Regions from separate parts of the Mus musculus genome. Here region 1 is linked to region 2. The links are chromatin contacts, called in public promoter capture Hi-C maps. All regions are on one chromosome and are shown on one strand. Each heading gives the region's core, a stretch centred on a gene start, on an enhancer-like site or on the middle of the called end of the contact. The rest is flanking DNA. Distances are from core to core; before and after follow the strand shown.

Evidence for each region. Capture Hi-C pulls out chosen DNA fragments and counts their contacts.
Region 1: a promoter capture Hi-C map of adipose tissue shows a contact between it and region 2. The contact joins two enhancer-like sites. A contact is called at or near these places in 1 of 115 datasets of contacts at active chromatin or transcription factors (pancreatic cancer cells) and 1 of 9 other capture datasets (adipose tissue).

What each region holds. Positions count from the first base shown.
Region 1 is chr10:59,930,076-59,934,674 of GRCm38.p6, reverse strand. No RefSeq gene overlaps it. Among named protein-coding and RNA genes, the nearest start is that of Ddit4, 19 kb to the left of the region's middle. Within about 2 kb of position 1,889, at least 136 of the 459 cell types and tissues checked have an H3K27ac peak or open chromatin away from gene starts, as enhancers often do. A contact at or near this core is called in adipose tissue, where this site is marked.
Region 2 is chr10:59,734,564-59,739,168 of GRCm38.p6, reverse strand. All of the region lies in intron 3 of Micu1 (mitochondrial calcium uptake 1), which reads right to left. Among named protein-coding and RNA genes, the nearest start is that of Micu1, 34 kb to the right of the region's middle. Within about 2 kb of position 2,963, at least 33 of the 459 cell types and tissues checked have an H3K27ac peak or open chromatin away from gene starts, as enhancers often do. A contact at or near this core is called in adipose tissue, where this site is marked.

The sequences.
Region 1 (4,599 bases), core at 640-3,139, 200 kb before region 2:
CTGCTGTAGAAATCCTGCTTGCTTTAGAGAGAAGAAAGCAGCTGGAGACATGGAAGATTTACTCTTCTGCTTAGAAGCTAAGACACAGCGGCAAGGCCACCGGGGTAGCTCTAACTCTGGCTAAGTGTGGGATAGCCCCCCAAGGCTGTAGGCACTAACTTAGCTCCGGAAGGCTGCAGTGCCCTCCCACAAGAGGAACTGCAGCAGAGCAGCAGAGGTGAGGACCATGCTGGGCACAGAAGGGAAGAGCTGGGGACTGGAGGTCAGGAAAGGTGACCTCTGCCCCCAGGGGCTTGGTGCCAGGCCAGCCCCCATTAAGGACAAAGTGAACCAGTAGGGCGCTGGGGTTAGATAGCCAGCACACCATCCTGGCTCCAACTTGACAAATGGGTCTGTTCAGGATTTAAGGATGCCCTGCTGAGAAAGTTCCAGAGGTCCCTCTGTCCCTGAGCCAGCTGAGTCAGGCATTTGCAGCACATACTGTAGAGCAATCCTGAGCAACCCTGCTGGTGCACTGTCAACTTCTCTGAACTGCAGTCTGCAAAGTGGGCGTGTCCGGGTTTTCTTTTTTTCTCTCCTCTCCTCTCCTCTCCTCTCCTCTCCTCTCCTCTCCTCTCCTCTCCTCTCCTCTCCTCTCCTCTCCTCTCCTCTCCTCTCCTCTCCTCTCCTCTCCTCTCCTCTCCACTTCTCTTCTTTTTTCCTTTTTCCTTTACTGGAGAAAGGAATGACTATTTGGCAAAAAGGTTGATCAGAACCTAGCACTGAGCCGGGCAGTGGTGGCGCACGCCTTTAATCCCAGCACTTGAGAGGCAAAGGCAGATGGATTTCTGAGTTCAAGGCCAGCCTGGTCTACAGAGTGAGTTCCAGGACAGCCAGGGCTACACAAAGAAACCCTGTTTCAAAACAAAAACAAAAACAAAAACAAACAAACAACCCCCCCTCCCCCAGCACTGAACCTTCCAGCCTGTGGCATGCTGAGGCCTCCTTGTTTACTAAGGAGAACCGGCCCCAGGAAGTGAGGCCCAAAGACCTCTGGGTGGAAGTTTCTTTGGTTTGGTTGAGGTCCAGGAAAGCATCCTTCCTGACTTTTGACCAGCACAGGCCACACCAAGAAGCCTGTGCGTGTTGGTGTTGGTGATGATGCTAATGATTGAGACAGGGCTTCTCTGTGTAGCCTTGGCTGTCCTGGAACTCGCTCTGTAGAGCAGTTTGGCTCCAAACTCAAACTCAGAGATCTACCTGCCTCTGTCTGCTGAGTATTGGAGTTAAGGGTGTGTGTCACCACTGCCCAGCAAAACAGGGTCTTATGTAGTCCAGGCTGACCACAAACTCTTTGTAGCCAAGGATGCCCTTGAGTTTCTGTTCTTTTCTTCATCTCTTGAGTGCTAGGGTTCGAATTTGGGCATTGGATTTGAATTCATAAATGTTAGACAAGCACACTCTACCAATGGAACTACCAAGTTGTTAATTACCTAACTAATTAATCGTGCTGGGGATGGGATCCAGGGTCACGAATGTGCTAGACAAGCATTCCACCAACAAGCTATACCCCTGGCCCTCGGAGTTAATCTTCATAATCCTTACTTCCCCCCTCCGTTTTGTGAGACAGCCTTCCTATGTGTTCCTAACTGTCCAGGAACTTGCTATGTAGGTGTGGACAGACTTGAACTTGTGGCAATCCTTCCCTTCTTGTGCCTCCCAAGTGCTGGGATTATAGACATGAGCCACTCATGTCCCACAAAAAAAATCAGCCTTAGTTACAGCTAAGGCAAGTGAAGTTCACAGAAAGGTCCTGTTCAATATCAAGTCCAGGGCTCACCCCAAGCAGCCTCTCCCACAGAGCACACGTATGGGCTGAAGGACAGCTTCAACTGTGCCCAGAAGCCTGGTGTCCCCTTTTTGATCTTTCACAAGGCTGAGCTACCAGTTCCTGTCGGTTAACCCCCCAGAGAGAGTCTGACGCAGTTTGACTAAAGGAAACCACCAGTCTTGGCACGAACTGCCCTTCCTGGCAGGCCGACTGAGGTCAGGGTGGGTGGAGCTGGGAATGGCATTTCTTATTCCTTTCCCCAGATACCCATGGACTACTGCCTGGGTATTGGGCTCACCTTGAGCCTCAGTGTCTTCGTCTGTACAATGGGGTGAAGGTTCCACTCCTCTATTGCTGGGTCCAGTTGAGAGAGTTAAAAAAACAAAAATTCTTTGAGCCAGGCAGTGGTGGTACATGCCTTTAATCTCCAGCATTCAGGAGGCAGAGGCAGGCGGATCTCTATGAGTTCAAGGTCAGCCTGGTCTATACAGAGAGTTCAGGGATACACAAGGGAAACCCTGTCTCAAAAAAACGAAACCAACCAACCAACCAACTCTCTCTCTCTCTCTCTCTCTCTCTCTCTCTCTCTCTCTCCCCCTCTCCCACACGCACACGCACACAAAACAAACAAAATAACATTCTTAGGCCAGGCGTGGTGGCACACACCTTTAATCCCAGCACTCGGGAGGCAGAGGCAGGCAGATTTCTGAGTTCGAGGCCAGCCTGGTCTAAAAAGTGAGTTCCAGGACAGCCAGGGCCATACAGAGAAACCCTGTCTTGAAAAACAAAACAAAACGTTCTTAGGATGTTTATTCTGAGGATTAAAATAAAGTAAGAGGTGTTGACTCCTCCTTCGCCCCTGAGAAACAGAGACAATAGGTCACTGTATGAAGTCATGAAACGACAAGGGGATAAGGATTCGAACCAGTCACCCAGGGTGGTAAAACCCTTATCATCAGCCCGGCATGCCTTTAATCCCATCACTTGGGAGGCAGAGGTAGGCTGATTTCTGAGTTCGAGGCCAGCCTGGTCTACAAAGTGAGTTCCAGGACAGCCAGGGCTACACAGAGAAACCCTGTCTCGAAAAATCAGAAGAAGAAGGAGGAGGAGGAGGAGGAGGAGGAGGAGGAGGAGGAGGAGGAGGAGGAGGAGGAGGAGGGGAGGAGAAGAAGGAGAAGGAGGAGGAGGAGGAGGAGGAGGAGGAGGAGGAGGAGGAGGAGGAGGAGAAGGAGAAGGAGAAGGAGAAGGAGAAGGAGAAGGAGAAGGAGAAGGAGAAGAAGAAGAAGAAGAAGAAGAAGAAGAAGAAGAAGAAGAAGAAGAAGAAGAAGAAGAAGAAGAAGAAGAAGAAGAAGAAGAAAGGCCCTTATCACCTTCCTTTACACTCCCTCCTCATCTGGCCTCGGACTCTCCAACCTTGCAACCACGGCCTCAGTATCCATCTGGATTGTCTAGAAGAAATCCACCCTCCTACCCACTCCCTGCACCCCGCTCAGCGTGGGAAGAGATGTCGCCCCCCCCAAGCTTCCCCCCACCCCTGCCCTCCCAGCTCCAGGGCCCTACTGACATCCACATATTACAGCTGGCTTGAGGGTGCAGACCCGCACCCAGCTTGGTCTCACGCACTGTTTTTGATTGGTTCCTTCTGGTGGCATAGACAAGGTGTCAACTTTAGTAGCCAATGAGAAAACGCTCAGGGAGATGTGGTTGCTACAGCAACAGAGAGCAAAATCCGGTTTCTTTCACTGGGCACAGAGCCTGCTCTTTCCAGGACCTGCCACACAGTGGTCATATGCTCTACAGTAGAAAGAATCGGGAGACCGAAGTTGGGGGATTCCTAAGACCCAAACCCTTGACAAACGCTGAGTGTGAATGAGCCTCCACGCCAAAACTGATGAGAGCAGGCTGTCTGGAGGAGGTACTCAGATTTCTAGGTCTTTCTCTTGGATCGGCTGAGGAAGATGTTGTACTCCTGGCCCCCAGGACCTGCCTGAATGGCACCTTCTGAAAATAGGATAGGTAAAGATGCTTGCCGCCAAATCTGACAAACACTCATTTCTGGAAGACCAGAGTCCTCCTACACGTTGTCCTCAGGCCTCCACGAGCAGCTTGGCAGCGGCCAGCTTCCCCTAATATATACACAACTGAATTGTTTCTCTTCCTTCCTTCCTTCCTTCCTTCCTTCCTTCCTTCCTTTCTTTCTTTCTTTCTTTCTTTCTTTCTCTTTCTTTCTCTCTCTCTCTTCCTTCTTCCTTCCTTTCTTTCTTCCTTCCTTTCCCCCTTCCTTCCTTCCTTCCTTCCTTCCTTCCTTCCTTTCTCTCTCTCTCTTTCTCTTTTTAAAGAATAAATCAGAGAAGAGCTGGAGAAATGGCTTCACAGTTAAGAACCTTTGTTCTATTTTTTTAAAGATTTATTTATTTATTTTATGTATAATGACTACACTATTGCATTCTTCAGACACACCAGAAGAGGGCATCAGATCCCACTACAGATGGTTGTGAGCCACCGTGTGGTTGCTGGAAACTGAACTCAGGACCTCTGGAAGTGCAGCCAGTGCTCTTAACCACTGAGCCATCTCTCCAGCCCCAAGAATTTTTGTTCTTACTGGAGGTGGTGGCACACTTAATCCTAGTACCTGGGAGGCATAGGTAGGTGGATCTCTGTGAGTTCAAAGTGATCTACATAGTGAGCTTGAAGACAGCCAGAACTACATAGAAAGAAAAACAAAGAAACAAACAAACCCAAACCCAAAAGACCCTACAACAAAACAATAACAACAACAAAACAAAAAA
Region 2 (4,605 bases), core at 1,714-4,213:
ACATGGTGCACAGACATACATTCAGGCACACACTCATATACATGAAATACATTTTTAAAACGATCTCAAATCTGAGATTTCACTGCAGACTAAAAGACTGAGCATGAGTAAAGAGAGAAAGAGCTGCACAATCCCTGCGCAGCCTGGAGGCCTGGAGGGTCTCAGAGCAAAGGTGCGCAACTTTAGCCTGCGCCTTCACTGCCAACACTGGCTAGGGAAGAAGTTAGCTTTCTATGGCTCGTTTATATTTGTTGTGCTAGCTCTAAAGACAGGGGTAAAAGAAGAGAAGAGGAGGAGAGTGAGGTTTGGAATGTTTAGGGCAAGCGGCTTTTGTGAACTAAAATCACCATCAAGGTAGGAGAATACGGTCAAAGTCAGGGGTTTCAAGGTTGAAGACCAGCTTTCCAGATGGTTGCAGGGTCAGTCAATCATGGTACAGACCCCAATCTGAGTATATACATTCCGTTACAGTAATCTTGCTTGTTTTTTTTTTGAGGCAGGGTCCTATGCTATATCCCTGGTCAGCTTTGAACGCCGAGATCTGCCTCCCTGAGTGCCTTCCTTACCACTCGGCTGCTGTCTTGTTAACATGAACTAATGGCTCTGGGTGGTCACAGACTTTTATTCTGAAACAATAGGTCCAGAAAAGTAACAGATGTAGTAGAGCCGCACATTGGCAGAATTTAGTATAAACATGATGGTAGCTCAGTACATACATGCTGCCTTTTCTAGCTTAGCACTGCAGTCTGCCGACTGCTCCACGCTGACTGCCTCTTCCTTCTCGTCACTTGGTGATTTCACCAAGTCATTGCAGAAGGAATTCAGGACACAGAATCCAAGAGAGCAATGTTTGGAGGCAGTGATAGGCTTCTCTGAGGGACATGGGGATGTTCAAAGATTTACTAAGAAAACTGTAATAATTCATTGTCATTTATCAACTTTTCTTAAGCATCTTTATGTTAAGAAACACCTTCCATAAAACTGCTGCGTATAACTGGTTCAAACTCAGGGGCTATTTTTCCTATGTGAACTACACTAACAGGCAGCCAGAAAGGACTTATAACTAAACAGATGAGGGATGGTTTCTCTATAAAATACTCAAAATAACAAATGAAAGAGTCCAGGTATGGTGAAACCTGCCTCTAATCTCAGCACCTGGAAGTGGAGGCACAAGGATCAGAAACTCAAGGTTACCCTCAGCTTCACAGGGAGCTAAAGGTAGCCCAGGCTAGACACCTGGTCAAAAAAGGAAAAGGAAGGATGGGGGTGGAAAAGAAATTACATCATCATCATTTTGCAATCCCAATGGATGGAAAGATCTAGATTTTGACTATCCATAGTGTACTGGCTAGTTTTGTGTCAACTTGACACAGCTGGAGTTATCACAGATAAAGAAGGTTCAGTTGAGGAAATGCCTCCATGAGATCCAACTGTAAGGCATTTCCTCAATTAGTGATCAAGGGGGAAAGGCCCCGTGTGGGTGGGACCATCTCTGGGCTGGTAGTCTTGGGTTTTATAAGAGAGCAGGCTGAGCAAGCCAGGTGAGGCAAGCCAGTAAAGAACATCCCTCCATGGCCTCTGCATCAGCTCCTGCTCCCTGACCTGCTTGAGTTCCAGTCCTGACTTCCTTTGGTGATGAACAGCAGCATGGAAGTGTAAGCCGAATAAACCCTTTCCTCCCCAACTTGCTTCTTGGTCATGATGTTTGTGCAGGAATAGAAACCCTGACTAAGACACATAGCTAAAAGGAAAAATAATGGCTGGAGAGATGGCTCTGTGGTTAAGAGCACTTCCTGCTCTTTCAGAGAGCCCAGCTTCCATTCCTACCCACTACATGCTAGCTTACAACTGTAACTCAAGTTCCAGGGACCTGGTACTCTCTTGTGGCCTCCACAGGCACTGCACACATGTGGTGCACATACATACATGCAGGCAGACACTCATACACAAAGAAATAAATTTAAATACACATAAATATAAATAAATGTAAAACAAAAGAGAAGGAAGAGGAAAAGGAGGAAGAAGAGGAGGAGAACAGGAAATAGTACCACAACTAGTGTGGCTATTGGGACCACACCCACGTCTTATCAAACTTCAGAGTCAAACCAATACTCAAATGATACAGGGACTGAAGGAGCTGAACAGCACTTAAAGTGTCAATAGAATCCAACCACAGGAAACTTGAACGGTTAAACGGCCTGGAGCCTGTCTCCTCTGCATCACATGTATCATTAGGTTGGAGGGAAATAGTTTGATTACAGAGTTCTCGCTTGGTCCTAAGTTCAGTCCTTAGCATCCACGTGGGACGTGGGGAGGGCTAACATTAAAACAGCAAGATGAAATAATCACGTCTCGTGATGAATGCTAGATCCAGATGAGAGAAGCAGAAGAGCTCACTCTCCTGCCCACTACTGTGAAAGGCGGCCAAGGGGAGGAAAGGCGCCTCTATCCTGCTGCTGCTGCTGCTGCTGCTGCTGCTGCTGCTGCTGCTGCTGCTGCTGCTGCTGCTGCTGCTGCTGCTACTGCTGCTGCTGCAGGATCAAAAGGCCAGGAACCGCTAAATCCCTATGTTCTTACTGGCCTGAACACCACACCCGGGAGAGACAAGAGAGCTCTTGGGAGAGGTGGTCTCTTTCAAAAATCGTGCAAACTCCTGAACTCCCATTTACAAACGCCTCCATTCCAGCAGCAGCATACGGAACTCGCCCATCTAACAAGCTGAAAGTGCCTGGTCATTAGGTAGTCCCTCTAGGCCGGGCACTGCCAAGTAACCACCCAGCTGTGTATAATGGCTGACAAGCAGACAGCAGACCACAGCAAGGGAAGCAGATCAGCTTCTGGCCTAGCCTGAGAAGAAAGCGGCCAGTGACGGGATGTCAATAAGAGGCCTCTGTCCTGGGTGGGGTGAAAACCGTTCCTCCCTTGGGGGCAGGGGAACTTCGTCCAGCTGCACATGACCCAGATGCCTCTGAGCCTGTTGACTTCTGCCTGCCTTGTGGCATAAGCAGGGTTTCCCCAAGGCTTCCTTGAGGGGAAGGCCAGGCTGGGACATCTGGTCCAAGGCAAAACTTCCACCATCCTCACCTTCACAGAGGTTAACGCAGAAGACTGAGTAACTAGACAGCTATCAGGACCCATTACAGTGACAGATAATGATGAGTTACACTGTCCCTGGGGAGGCAATGTCCTAAGATCAAAATTAATGGCTTGCACTGCCAGTTTGAAAATGCAAAGTCTAAACAAGTACGCTGCTGAGTTTTCTAAACTTTCCCCAAAATGAAAGGAAGCAATTATTATAAAGATCTATGCTGTATTGGGCCATGGAATACATATACTCTCAGCATTCAGGAAGTGGAGGAAAGAGGATCATTTAAAATAAGGAAAAATAAAACACAGATTAAAAAATCCAATCCATTTGTGGCACCCTGCATATATATTTTGTTATGTAGAAAAGCAGTTTAAACAAAATCTGGACATCACATGTGAAAAGCAGAAGCAAGGGTGTGGATAAAAGCTAAACATGATATTGTGGCCAAGTAAGAAAGAACTTCCTCATAGTAAAACACGGCTGCTCGGGAAGGACATACGGCTGCTCGGGAAGGACATACGGCTGCGTCCCAGCACACCCGGGAGACACGAGAGAGCTCTTGGGAGAGGTGGTCTCTTGCAAAATGATGCAAACTCCTGAACTCAGGAGAAGAGAGAAGGTTCCTAAAAGTTTACAACTTGAAAAAATGTAGTTTATCACACAGTCTTTCTCCATGTTCTCTCTCTCTCTCTCTCTCCCTCCCTCCCTCCCTTTCTCTCCCTCTCTGTGTGTGTGTGTGTGCATATGCACGCGCGCTTGTATGTGCATGCATATGGAGATCTGAGAATGACTAGAGGAAGTTGATTCTCTCTTCCAACATTTGGGTTGAGGTTCCAGAGATCAAACTCAGGTCACGGGCTTGGTAGCAAGGGCCTTGACTCATGGAGCCAGGCCTAGTCTTTTCTTCATAAAGAAGTATTCAGTAAAATTTTTGGTTTTACTTATTAGATATATTTGTATATACTTTGTAATTTTTGCTTTTATAGACTGTATATTTTCTGATTTTAAAAAACTAAAATACTAAAAAACTTGGCATTAATAAATTGTGGCTATGATTATTAAATTATAGACAGAAGAATTCTTACCATATTTATGTTACTTAAAAGAAAAAACAAAGACCCAACAGAACAGAGACGTGAGAAAGAATGAGACAGACTCTTGGGGAGTGACACGCACAATGAGCGTCCCTGAAGAGAGGGAGGGGAGACAGCTCTTCCTGTGAGCCTAGGTAGGGAAGAATAAGAACTATTCCTGACAGAGCTCAGTTAGGTTTTATAGCATCAGGAGTTACAAATTCATAAATCACACTGGTAGCTTTAGTGTCACTGCGATGCAGGAGTCCTTGTCATCTGCTACAGAGAAGGCGGGGCTATAAATGGAAGCAGCTTAATAAATGTTGATTTGATTTTGACTGTTTCAAGTTATCTAAGAAACAACCCTTCTGAGTGTTGCTGAAACACAGAGTCCAGTGTCTGACATCACGAGCGTTATTATAGCCAAACTTAAACTTTTCTGAG